Regions from separate parts of the Sus scrofa genome. Here region 1 is linked to region 2. A link is a contact called in public HiChIP or PLAC-seq data. All regions are on one chromosome and are shown on one strand. The core of a region is the stretch at or near the end of the contact, and the rest is flanking DNA. Distances in the headings are between cores, read along the strand shown.

What was found. HiChIP or PLAC-seq counts read pairs in DNA pulled down with a chosen protein or histone mark.
Region 1: an H3K27ac HiChIP or PLAC-seq map of skeletal muscle shows a contact between it and region 2. The contact joins two enhancer-like sites. A contact is called at or near these places in 3 of 47 Hi-C or Micro-C datasets (embryonic fibroblasts and skeletal muscle) and 1 of 2 datasets of contacts at active chromatin or transcription factors (skeletal muscle).

The regions. Positions count from the first base shown.
Region 1 is chr9:60,699,062-60,704,176 of Sscrofa11.1, forward strand. JAM3 (junctional adhesion molecule C) reads left to right here. Exons shown (of 9, transcript XM_021063173.1): 2 at 3,193-3,258; 3 at 3,729-3,842. Among named protein-coding and RNA genes, the nearest start is that of JAM3, 72 kb to the left of the region's middle. Within about 2 kb of position 3,365, at least 6 of the 83 cell types and tissues checked have an H3K27ac peak or open chromatin away from gene starts, as enhancers often do. A contact at or near this core is called in skeletal muscle, where this site is marked.
Region 2 is chr9:60,613,219-60,618,490 of Sscrofa11.1, forward strand. No RefSeq gene overlaps it. Among named protein-coding and RNA genes, the nearest start is that of JAM3, 13 kb to the right of the region's middle. Within about 2 kb of position 1,478, at least 40 of the 83 cell types and tissues checked have an H3K27ac peak or open chromatin away from gene starts, as enhancers often do. A contact at or near this core is called in skeletal muscle, where this site is marked.

The sequences.
Region 1 (5,115 bases), core at 2,115-4,614, 88 kb after region 2:
TTGAGTATCAATGCCTTATCAAATATATGACTTGCAGATATCTTCTATTTGGTAGGTGATATTTCCATTTTGTTAATTGGTTTCTTTGCTGTGCAGAAGCTTTTTAGTTTGACGTGGTCCCATTGTTTATTTCTGCTTTTGTTTCCCTTGCTGAGGAGACATATATAGAAAGATATTGCTAAGATTGATGTCAAAGGCATACCACCTATGTTTTAGAGTTTTATGGTTTCTGGGCTTACATTTAAGTCTTTAATCCATTTGGGGTTGATTTCTGGGTATGATGTAAGATAGTCGTCTAGTTAAATTTTTTTTTTCTTTTGCCTGTGGCTGTCCACTTTTCCCACACCATTAATTGAAGAGATGTTATTTGTTCCTTTGTTATAATTGTTCATATATGTGTGGGTTTTTTCCTGGACTTTTGATTCTGTTCCATTGATCTATGTATCTGTTTTTTTTTTTTGTTTTTTTTTTTTGCTAGTATCATGCTGTTTGGAGTACTACAGCTTTATAATATAGTTTAAAAACAGGGAGTGTGATATCTCTAGGTTTTTTTCTTTTTTCTTAGGATTGTTTGGCTAGTTGGAATCTTTTGTGGTCCCATATAAATTTTAGAATTTTTTTTCTATTTCTGTGAAAAATGCCCTTGGGATGTTGATAGGGATTACCCTAAATCTGTAGGTTGCTTCATGTAATATGAATATTTTAACAATGTTAATTCTTTTAGTCCATGAATACAGAATATCTTTCCACTTTTTGTGTCTTCTTCACTTTCTTTCAACCATGTCTTAGAGTGTTCCCATTGTTGCCCAGTGAACATGAACCTGCCGAATATCCATGAGGAGGCAGGTTCAGTCCCTGGCATCGCTTAGTGGGTTAAGGATCCAGCAAGCTGTGGCGTAGGTCAAGGATGTGGCTTGGATCTGCATTGCTGTGGCTGTGGTGTAGGCTGGCAGGTGTAGCTCCTATTTGACCCCGAGCCTTGGAACTTCCATAAGCCTCACTTTCAGCCCTAAAAAGCAAAAACAAAACAAAAACAAAAATCAACGTCTTATGGTTCTCAGTGTATAGTTCTTTTACCTCCTTGGTTAAATTTATTCTTAGGTATTTTATTCTTTTTGTTCCTATTGTAAATGGGATTGTTTTCTCTTTTTATGGCTGCACCCACAATACATGAAAGTTCTCAGGCCAGGGGTCGAACCTGTACCACAGCAGTAACCTGAGCTGCTGCAGTGATAATACTGGATCCTTAACCCACTGTGCCACAGGGAACTCCTGGGATTGTTTTCTTAATTTCTGTTTCTGCTAGCTCATCATTAACGTTTGGAAATACAACAGATTTCTAGATGTTGATTTTGTAAATTGCATCTTTACTGAATTCATTTGTTACTTCTAATAGTTTTTTGGTGGAGTCTTTAGGATTTTCTTTTTTCCTTTTTTTTTTTTTTTTATTGCCGAACCTGAATATTTGGCAGGATTCACCAGTGAAGCTGTCTGGTCCTGGACTTTTGCTTAGGGGGAGGTTTTATTACTGTTTCAGTCTCCTTACTAGTGATCAGTCTATTTATATTTTCTTTTTTCTTTTTAATTTTATATTAAAGTATAGTTGATTCACAGTGTTCCTTCAATTTCTGCTATGTAGCAAAGTGACCCAGTTATACATACATATATATACACATTCTTTTTTTCATACTGTCTTCCATCATGTTCTAACTTAAGAGATTGGACATAATTCCCTGTGCTGTACTGTAGGACCCCATTACTTAGCCATTTTATGTAGTAGTTTGCATCTATCAACCCCAAACTCCCGTCCATCCCACTCCCTCTTCCTGCCGCCCCCCCCGCCCCGGCAAACACAAGTCTACTCTCCATGTCCGTGATCTGTTTCTGTTTTGCAGATAGGATCATTTGTGCCATATTTTAGATTTTATGTATAAGTGATACCACATGGTAGATGTCTTTCTCTTTTCGACTTACTTAGTATGAGGCTGTCTAGTTGCATCCATCTTGCTGAAAATGGCATTATTTTGTCCTCTTTTATGGCTGAGTAGTATTCCATTGCATGTATGTACCATATCTTCTTAATCTATTCATCCAATGGGCATTTGGGTCATTTCTATATCTTGGCTATTGTGAATAGTGCTGCAATGAATATAGGGGTGCATGTATCTTTTTCAGTGAAAGTTTTGTCTGCATATATGCCTAGGAGTGGAATTGCTGGATCATATGGTAGTTCTATATGTAGTTTTTTGAAGTGTCTCGGTATTGTTCTCCATAGTGGTTGTACCAGTTTACATTCCTACCAACAGTGAAGGGGGGTTCCTTTTTCTTCATATCCTCTCCAGCATTTGTTATTGACTTGTTAATGATGGTCATTCTAACTGGCATGAGGTGGTAACTCATTGTAGTTTTGATTTGGATTTTTCTAATAATTAGTGACGTTGAACATTTTTTCATGTGCCTGCTGGTCATCCGTATGTCTCTGGAGAAATGTCTATTCAGGTCTTCTGTCCATTCTTTAATTGGGTTGTTTGTTTTTTTGCTGTTGAGTTGTATAAGCTGTTTATATATTTTGGAGATTAGGCCCTTGTCAGTTGCATCATTTGCAAAGATTTTCTCCCATTCTGTGGGTTGTCTTTTCATTTTTTTAATGGTTTCCTTTGCTGTGTAAAAGCTTTTGAATTTAATTAGGTCCCATTGGTTTATTTTTGTCTTTGTTGTCATTATTTTATGAGAAGGATCAAACAAAATATTCCTGAGATTTATGTCAAAGAGTAGATTTTCTTTATGATTCAGTCTTAGAAAGTTGTATGATTCTAAGAATTTGTCCATTTCCTCTAGGTGTTCCAGTTTTTTGGTGTATAGCTGTTTGTAATATCCTCTTACAATCCTTTGTAATGAAGTACATTCTTAGAGGAAGAGTTTTGAAAACTCTAGGAGGTTTGTTCTGGGACTAAGAAGAAAAGTGCACTCTGAGAATTCTTCTCTTCCTTGGAGTTCCTTCCAGTGAGGTTCAGACTGAGGGAAGCAATCACCCTGCTGTGTCTAAGCGACTTTGTTTGAAATGTGATATTTTTCTATCCTCTGTGATTAGTGATTGTAGCCTCTGTGAAGGGAAAATCTGACTTTGGTTGTGGGTTCTCTGCTATATTAGAGTTGTATCGTCTCTGATTTTACTTTTCTTTTTTCCTTCAGGCTGCTTGACAGGGGCCGTGAATCTCAAATCCAGCAACCGAAACCCAGTGGTACAGGAATTTGAAAGTAAGTACTAGGGAGGCATTCAGCGAATGGGCACTACTTGGTAGACTTGCAGCCAGTGAGGGACAGAGGCCCACGGATGTTTCATGTCCAAAAGCTGGAGGTGGGGGTGGGGTTTCTTAGCGGACACGGTGCCAGGATAGCACTGCTTCAGTAGCCTCTGGGGAGCTCTGCAGGCTTCCTGTTGGCTAAACTCTGATTCCTGGCCTAGCTTTGCATTTACACAACCAACAACATTCTTATATACAAGAATATATATCAGGGGAAGCATGTACTCTCTTTAGTAAAAGTCTCTGCTAATCATCTTAATTGTTTTTCTGGCTAAAATTAAAGTCTCTTGGAGCCTGGAGCTAGCTAGATTTTTAAACTGCAGGACAGACCTAAATAGATGTAGCTTGCAGGGTCTGAGTATACAAGTTAACCTAACATTGCTCCACAAACACTAAGAGTTCTTTTTTTCCTCTTCTCATTAGGTGTGGAACTCTCTTGTATCATTACGGATTCACAGACAAATGACCCCAGGATTGAATGGAAGAAAATTCAAGATGAACAAACCTCATATGTGTTTTTTGACAACAAAATTCAGGGTATGATCCTGTGGTCCTTTCCTTTGTACAGAAGGCCCAGGCATGCATTTGTGGCCAAGACTTTGCTCTGACTGGACCTGTGTGTGTGGCCAGGATTGGTTTTCTGTCTTGTTTTACTTATGGAAAATTCAAGCTTGCAGTAGTGAGAATGGTGAAGGGAGCCTCCCTGAACGTGTCACCTGGTTCAGTAAATATCACTTTGTCAGTTAGAGTTTTAGCCCACATGCAGCCATCATTTTGAGGTATCAGAGGAAGGTTTTCCTATGCCACTTCCCCATCATGACCCACAACATTATAAGCTAAATGACTTATAATGAACCCTACGGAGCAGCAGGAGGAAAGCAGTGTCCACTGTGCTCCTCCTAGGAAGGCAGTCAGCTGGATGTCAGCACCCTCGCATGACAGGGGCAGCTCAGTGGTCAGGGGATGCTTCCCCAGGAGTGCCATCCAGGCGGAGGTGTCAAGGGAGGTGAGCTGGTCAGGCGGGGGCTGCAGGCAGGGGCTGGGCCAGGAGCACATGCAGAAGAGTGGAAGCAAAGTGAGCTTCTAGGAGGAACCGCAGGCTCAGCTGTGAGCCAGGCGAGGGCAGGAACTGAGGCCCCAGGCGCTTGAAAGCTCTCCCCAGGACACCGAGGTGGTTGCTCTGCAGGGCAGGGCCCAGTTCGGGATTCTTCTGCAGAGGCCAGGAGTGAGGCCAGGGTCATGTGGAGAGAGCTGAGAGGAGCTGAGATGGGGTGGGGCGGTTACTCCCAGGGAGCAGTGTGTGTGAGGGGGTCAGCACAGCTTCAGAGGTGATGGGGCAGAAGGCCACCACAGGCCCTCTGAGAACTGACTGGAGGTTTCAGGGAAGGGAGGGAGGCTTTGTGGAAACAACCGAAGCCCCTGACCTTTCTGCCTCAGCTCCCCCACATCATCAGGGGTCATGGGCTCTTAGAAATAGCTTTGTTTTCCCACAGTGTCCTCCCCGCCTCTCATTTTTTGTAGAGATGGAATTGTTACTCTCTGGCAGCCTCATTGGGCGATTCCTGATGAGCCCTGACCGGGTGGGAATGTGTTTCTGGGAATTAAACACCTTCCTCTTGGAGGGGAAAGGGGAGGGGTCCGTACCATACAAATTAGAGGCCTGGACAAAAGCTTGAAGCTCATGGTCTCCTGCTTTATGCGGATTTGTCTTGACTGTTTCCTCATATGGTGGACATTCTGACCCCGATGACGACCAGATGACAGCCTTCCCCGTAGAAAGCACCTTTGGAAATGTTCGTCCTCTTATCAC
Region 2 (5,272 bases), core at 228-2,727:
ACCCTGGTTTTCAGGGTTAACCCTTTCTGTTCTGTGCCCCATCCTCATGTGTGTGTCTGCCACTGTGAGCTCTTAACCTACTGAAATGGTCCACAGACACCTCGCCCTGCAACCCAAACAGCAAACCTGGACTTAAAGTCCGTGTCTGGAATTAGGGCTGAGTCGGTGGGTAAGGACTGTGATGGCAAGAGTGGCCACGAGGTGGTGCCCTGAGGCTGGCAGCTGGTCGCCGACACCTGCAGCTCCAGGCGGGCTGGACGACATCCCGAGAGGGCTGCAGTGGGCTTGGCAGCAGGGTCAGAGCGTGAGGAAGACCAGACCAGCGCTGCTCTCTGCTCTTCTCATCTCCTTTGTCAGCCATGGGACCGGGCGGTGGGATCCTGTTCTTCGAACCTCCTCAGGTGAGAACTCAGGTGGGAGGGCTCTTGGCGGGGTTGGAGGGGGGAGCCTGGAGGTGTGGGTGTGTCTCCTTGGGGTTTGCCCATGGGGGAGGGCAGGGTCAAGGGTGATTTTTTCCCTTAGTCTAACAAGCTTCTTGGAAACAAAGCCGGTTCTTGGAGGGAAGCCAAACCCTGGATGTTTGCTGCTGCCGCAGAATCAGACATTTTAGGGGGTTATCATGAGAGAGTTTGGATGCTTCTAAGAAGTGTCCTCTCTGATTTTCATCCAGAACCCAACCTTCACAAAGTCCACACAATCAAACACTTCTCCCACCTCCATTTCTGTAGTTAAATATGCATTTCCACAAATGTCATTTTCCAGACCCCCCCCCCCACACACACACATACAGCTTTCTGCAAAACACACTCAGACCTACACCTGCACACACAGGTCCATCCTCATTCTAGCCCCGCATTCCCCCCAACATGTCACCTCCCCACGCTTCCTCACACTGGCTAAGCATGCAGTCCATGTACATTTATCTCACAGGCATTTCTCCACGTGGAAGGGTAGACACATGCCTGTGTGCTCACCTGTGCACATACGCACAGGTGCACATCCCGAGAGGGCAGACACAGCGTGATGCAGAGGCAACAACAACCCCACACAGGGTGAGGCCTGAGCACCGTTTAACCTTGGCTGGGACCTAGTTTCCACGCTGGCTCTGAACTCCCCTGGGGGGAGGTAGACTTGGAGGAGGAGAACCTGGGACAGTCTGTCCTCAGCTCTGAGGAGAGAGAGATTCAGGCTTGGAATCAGTGTGAGGTCAGGGAGTGTGAGAAGACACGCCCGTCTCCAGGAGCCAGGAAGGGCTGCCTTTTGAGCTTGGCCTTCGCAGGTCAGCCAAGGGACAGGGTGCTTGCTGCAAGAACAGACGTTATAAGTGGGGGGTGCTGCGTGTGTTTAAAAATGGGAGACCTGCAGGAGGAGGGAAGGACCTAATTGCAGAGGTGAAAGGAGCAGTAGAGGACGGTGTGGACCAAGGAGCCTGATGAGGGTGGAAGCTCAGGAGATAGGGCGGGGCAAGCCTGGAGGGGAGGAAAGCTGAGAGGAGCCAGCTAAGGCTGTGGGAATGCGGGGCGGAGCCTACACCAACCGGACGGCGGCTCAGCCATTACTTACAAGCTCAAGCTCCCCTCAATCCTGATTAACGGGAATTAAGTGGCATATGGCTAATCCTCCGCACGCCGTTGGTGCTCCCAGCCCTGCAGAGGGACCGGTGTCCCTCCCGGCGCCCCTCCCCCGCCCCCACTCCCTCTCCACCGCCGGCAGCCGAGCGTCCACACCGATGGGACCGTCTCGCCAGGAGGTGGCCGCTGGACAGAATACTCATCGTTTGCACGTCTGCCTTTAGTTTTTCCTTCTTCCCATTGCATTCGTGTCTGTCCTTTCATGTAGATCATCACAGAGCACCTGTGAGGGACCGGAGACCCTGCGAGTCGCACAAAAGTATTAGGAAAACGAATGCAGAGAATTGGGAAGGTTTAACTCAGGACTGACCTCTCAGCGGCCCACTCTGGGGGTCTTCGCTCTCAGCCCAGCCCGACCCTGGAAGAGGGTAGCTTATTTGCTTCTGGAGGAAGGAAAAGAGGAGGGTGGAGTGGCGGGGGGAAGGAAGAATATAAAAGAACTGGAGAGAGGGGAACTTCCCAGGCAGACAGCCAAGGCAGAGCCAGGATTCCATTAGCCCAGATCCCAGCGCTTTGTGACTGGGGACCCCTGGCCGGACCTGAGATGAGATGATGAGGAATTGTGTGAGGAAATTGCCCTGAGAGGGTGGGGAGCTCGTCATGGAAAAGAGAGAAAGGGAGCATTTTAGGCAAGGTCCCAGCCCAATCCTTAGGGATGCCTGGAGGTAAGGCAAAGGAGCCAGGCTTCGTTCACCTCCCCACCCTGGGACACTGACTTCTGGGGCACTGGGGTGGAGGATAGAGAGTTTTGGGGGCCTCAGGAAGAGTCCTTCAAAGAGGGGTGGCCAGCCACCTGAGGGAGGGGACAGAAGCTTGGAGGACAGAGCCAGCACCCTCTGCTACTCACAGAAATCTCACTAGTTTAAGACCCTCCCCGCTCTCATAAAAGGTCATTAATTCAGATTTATGGAATGTTTCTTCCCTTTAGACGTTCACAGTCCAGAAGAAAGACAGTTACATGAGATACTATGATAGATGCTCTTTCAGAGATGCCTCCAAGAAACTTTGGACACAGAGTAAGGGGTTAATTCTCCCTTAGGTGTGTTGAGGGTGTAAGATGGGGCTAGCTCCCCTGTTAGAGAGCCTTCCCTGGTCCCCATCTCCTGGGAACACCATCCAAATGGCTTAGCCTGGCATCCAAGCCTTTGCCAGATACCCCTTCACCTGCTCTACTGATTTGGAAGTGGTATGCTTCACTTCTTTGCCTTTAAGGGATACCTCTAAATATTAAACTCTATGCTCTAATTTTGAAAGTCTAAACTTTTACTGTCCTCTCCATGCTCTAAACTTCTAACAACCCTAGTTTTTTCTGCTTTGTTTGTTTGGGGTGTTTGTTTGTTTGCTTGTTTGTTTTTTGGCTGCATTGGACAAGTGGAAGTTCCCGGGCCAGGGATGGCACCTGCACCGTGCCACAGCAGTGACCTAAGCCGCTGCAGTGACAATGCCAGATCCTTAACCCACTGCACCACAAGAAAACTCCCCAACTCTAGTTTTTGATGTTATTAGTGTCTAGTATTTTATCTTTTTTAAAAAAAGAAAAAAACTCACCAGATAGGTTATTACTATTATTATCCTCAAATTTTAGAGCCATTGCTTACTTATAGATGCCCATCTGCTCACCAGAGTTTTTGCTTATCTTTGCTTCTTTCATCCCATTGCTTCTTCTTTTTCTTTCTTTCTTTTTTTTTTTTTTTTTTTTTTTTGCCACACCTGCAGCATGCAGAATGTCCCAGACCAGGGATCAAACCCCAGCTACAGTAGTGACAACACTGGATCTTTAACTGCTAGGCCATTAGGGGACAACCCATTCCTTCTTTCTGAATAGTTTTTGTTGCAGAAATTCGGCCTCTGGGATTCCCGTCGTGGCGCAGTGGTTAACGAATCCGACTAGGAATCATGAGGTTTCGGGTTCCATCCCTGGCCTTGCTCAGTGGGTTAAGGATCTGGTGTTGCTGTGAGCTGTGGTGTAGGTCACAGACGCGGCTCGAATCCCACATTCCTGTGGCTCTGGCGTAGGCCGGTGGTTACAGCTGCAATTAGACTCCTAGACTGGGAACCTCCATATGCCACAGTAAGCGGCCCTGGAAAAGGCAAAAAGACCAAAAAAAAAAAAAAAAAGAAAAAGAAAAAGAAAAAGAAAAGAAAAAGAAATGCAGCCTCTGTCCACCGGTGCCAAATAGAAATGCAGAGACAGAGTTTTGGGCAAAGAAGAAAAAAAGTTTTATTGCTTTGCCAGGCAGGCTAATGTGCCCTCCTTTGAAAGAGAATAGGAGCTGATTTTATAGTTCTGGTAGTGGAAAATAGGGCCACAGATAAGGATCAGGGTAGATGCAAGTTTGCATTCTTTTTCAAAGCTGGTGTTTAGCGGCCCCCCAGACCTGTTCTGGTAGTCTTCCTTTTTTCTGGAATGAAAAATGCTTCATCAAGTGGTTAATGTCTTCCACTTGTTGGGGGTTTTAGTTCTGCAGAAGGACTCAGAGATATGCTTCGAGGAGGAACCAGGACCCTGCTCCCAGGCTCTTGACTGCTCTTCTCAGGTCTCTGCATCCCCTCCCTTCTCTGATTAGTACCTGTTTGCACTGCCCCTTGGAATTCTGGGAAGGTCATGGAGCCCGAAGGAGGCCTATTTTCTACAAACAAGAAATGGGGGACACAGAAGGCTTTTTTGCCTAGGAGTCCCACAGGACCCTGCTTGGTTTCATTTTTTTTCCTTTTCTTGTTCTGCTTTCCCTTTAAAGCACCCTTGAGTATTTCTTTCGACACATGAACAGCCAATCTCCTCCCTCATACTTTCTTTCTTTTTTTTTTTTTTTTTTTTTTTTTTTTGTCTTTTTAGGGCCACACCCACGGCATATGGAGGTTCCAAGGCTAGGGGTCGAATTGAAGCTGTAGATGCTGGCCTACACCACAGCCACAGCAACACCATATCCCAGCCACATCTGCAACCTACACCACATCTCAAGGCAACATTGGATCCTTAACCCACTGAGCAACGATGAGAACTCCTCCTCCCTCACACTTTTTGCGCTTACTCTTTTTTTTTTTTTTCTCTTTAGGGCCATACCCATGGCACATGGAAGTTCCCAGACTAGGGGTCAAATTGAAGCTGCAGCTGCTGGCCTATGCCACAGCCACAGCAACATGAGATCCCCAGCCCACTGAGTGAGGCCAGGGATCAAACCTGCATCTTCATGGATACTAGTCGGATTTGTTTCTGCTGTGCCACAACGGGAACTCCTTGCCCTTACTCTTGAGTCCTACTTTAGGGGGATAGGATCCTGGGTGCCTTCTTATCTCCCTCAGCTCTTTGGAGAAATTATTTCCCTTTGTTCCAGCCTCTACAATTACTGCTGTTGCTCCCTGTTACATAGCTTATCTTTTCAATGTAACTCACCTTAGGATTTTTCTTCTAGTTTTGGGTTCTGACACTTCATCATTATGTCTAGGAATGGCCCATATGGCAGGAGGGACTAAACGTAAGAAGCCCTTTCTTTCCTTCTTTCTTTCTTCCTTTCTTTCTTTCTTTCTTTCTTTCTTTCTTTCTTTCTTTCTTTCTTTCTTTCCTTCCTTCCTTCCTTCCTTCCTTCCTTCCTTCCTTCCTTCTTTCCTTCTTGCTTTTTAGGGCCACACCCGAGGCATAT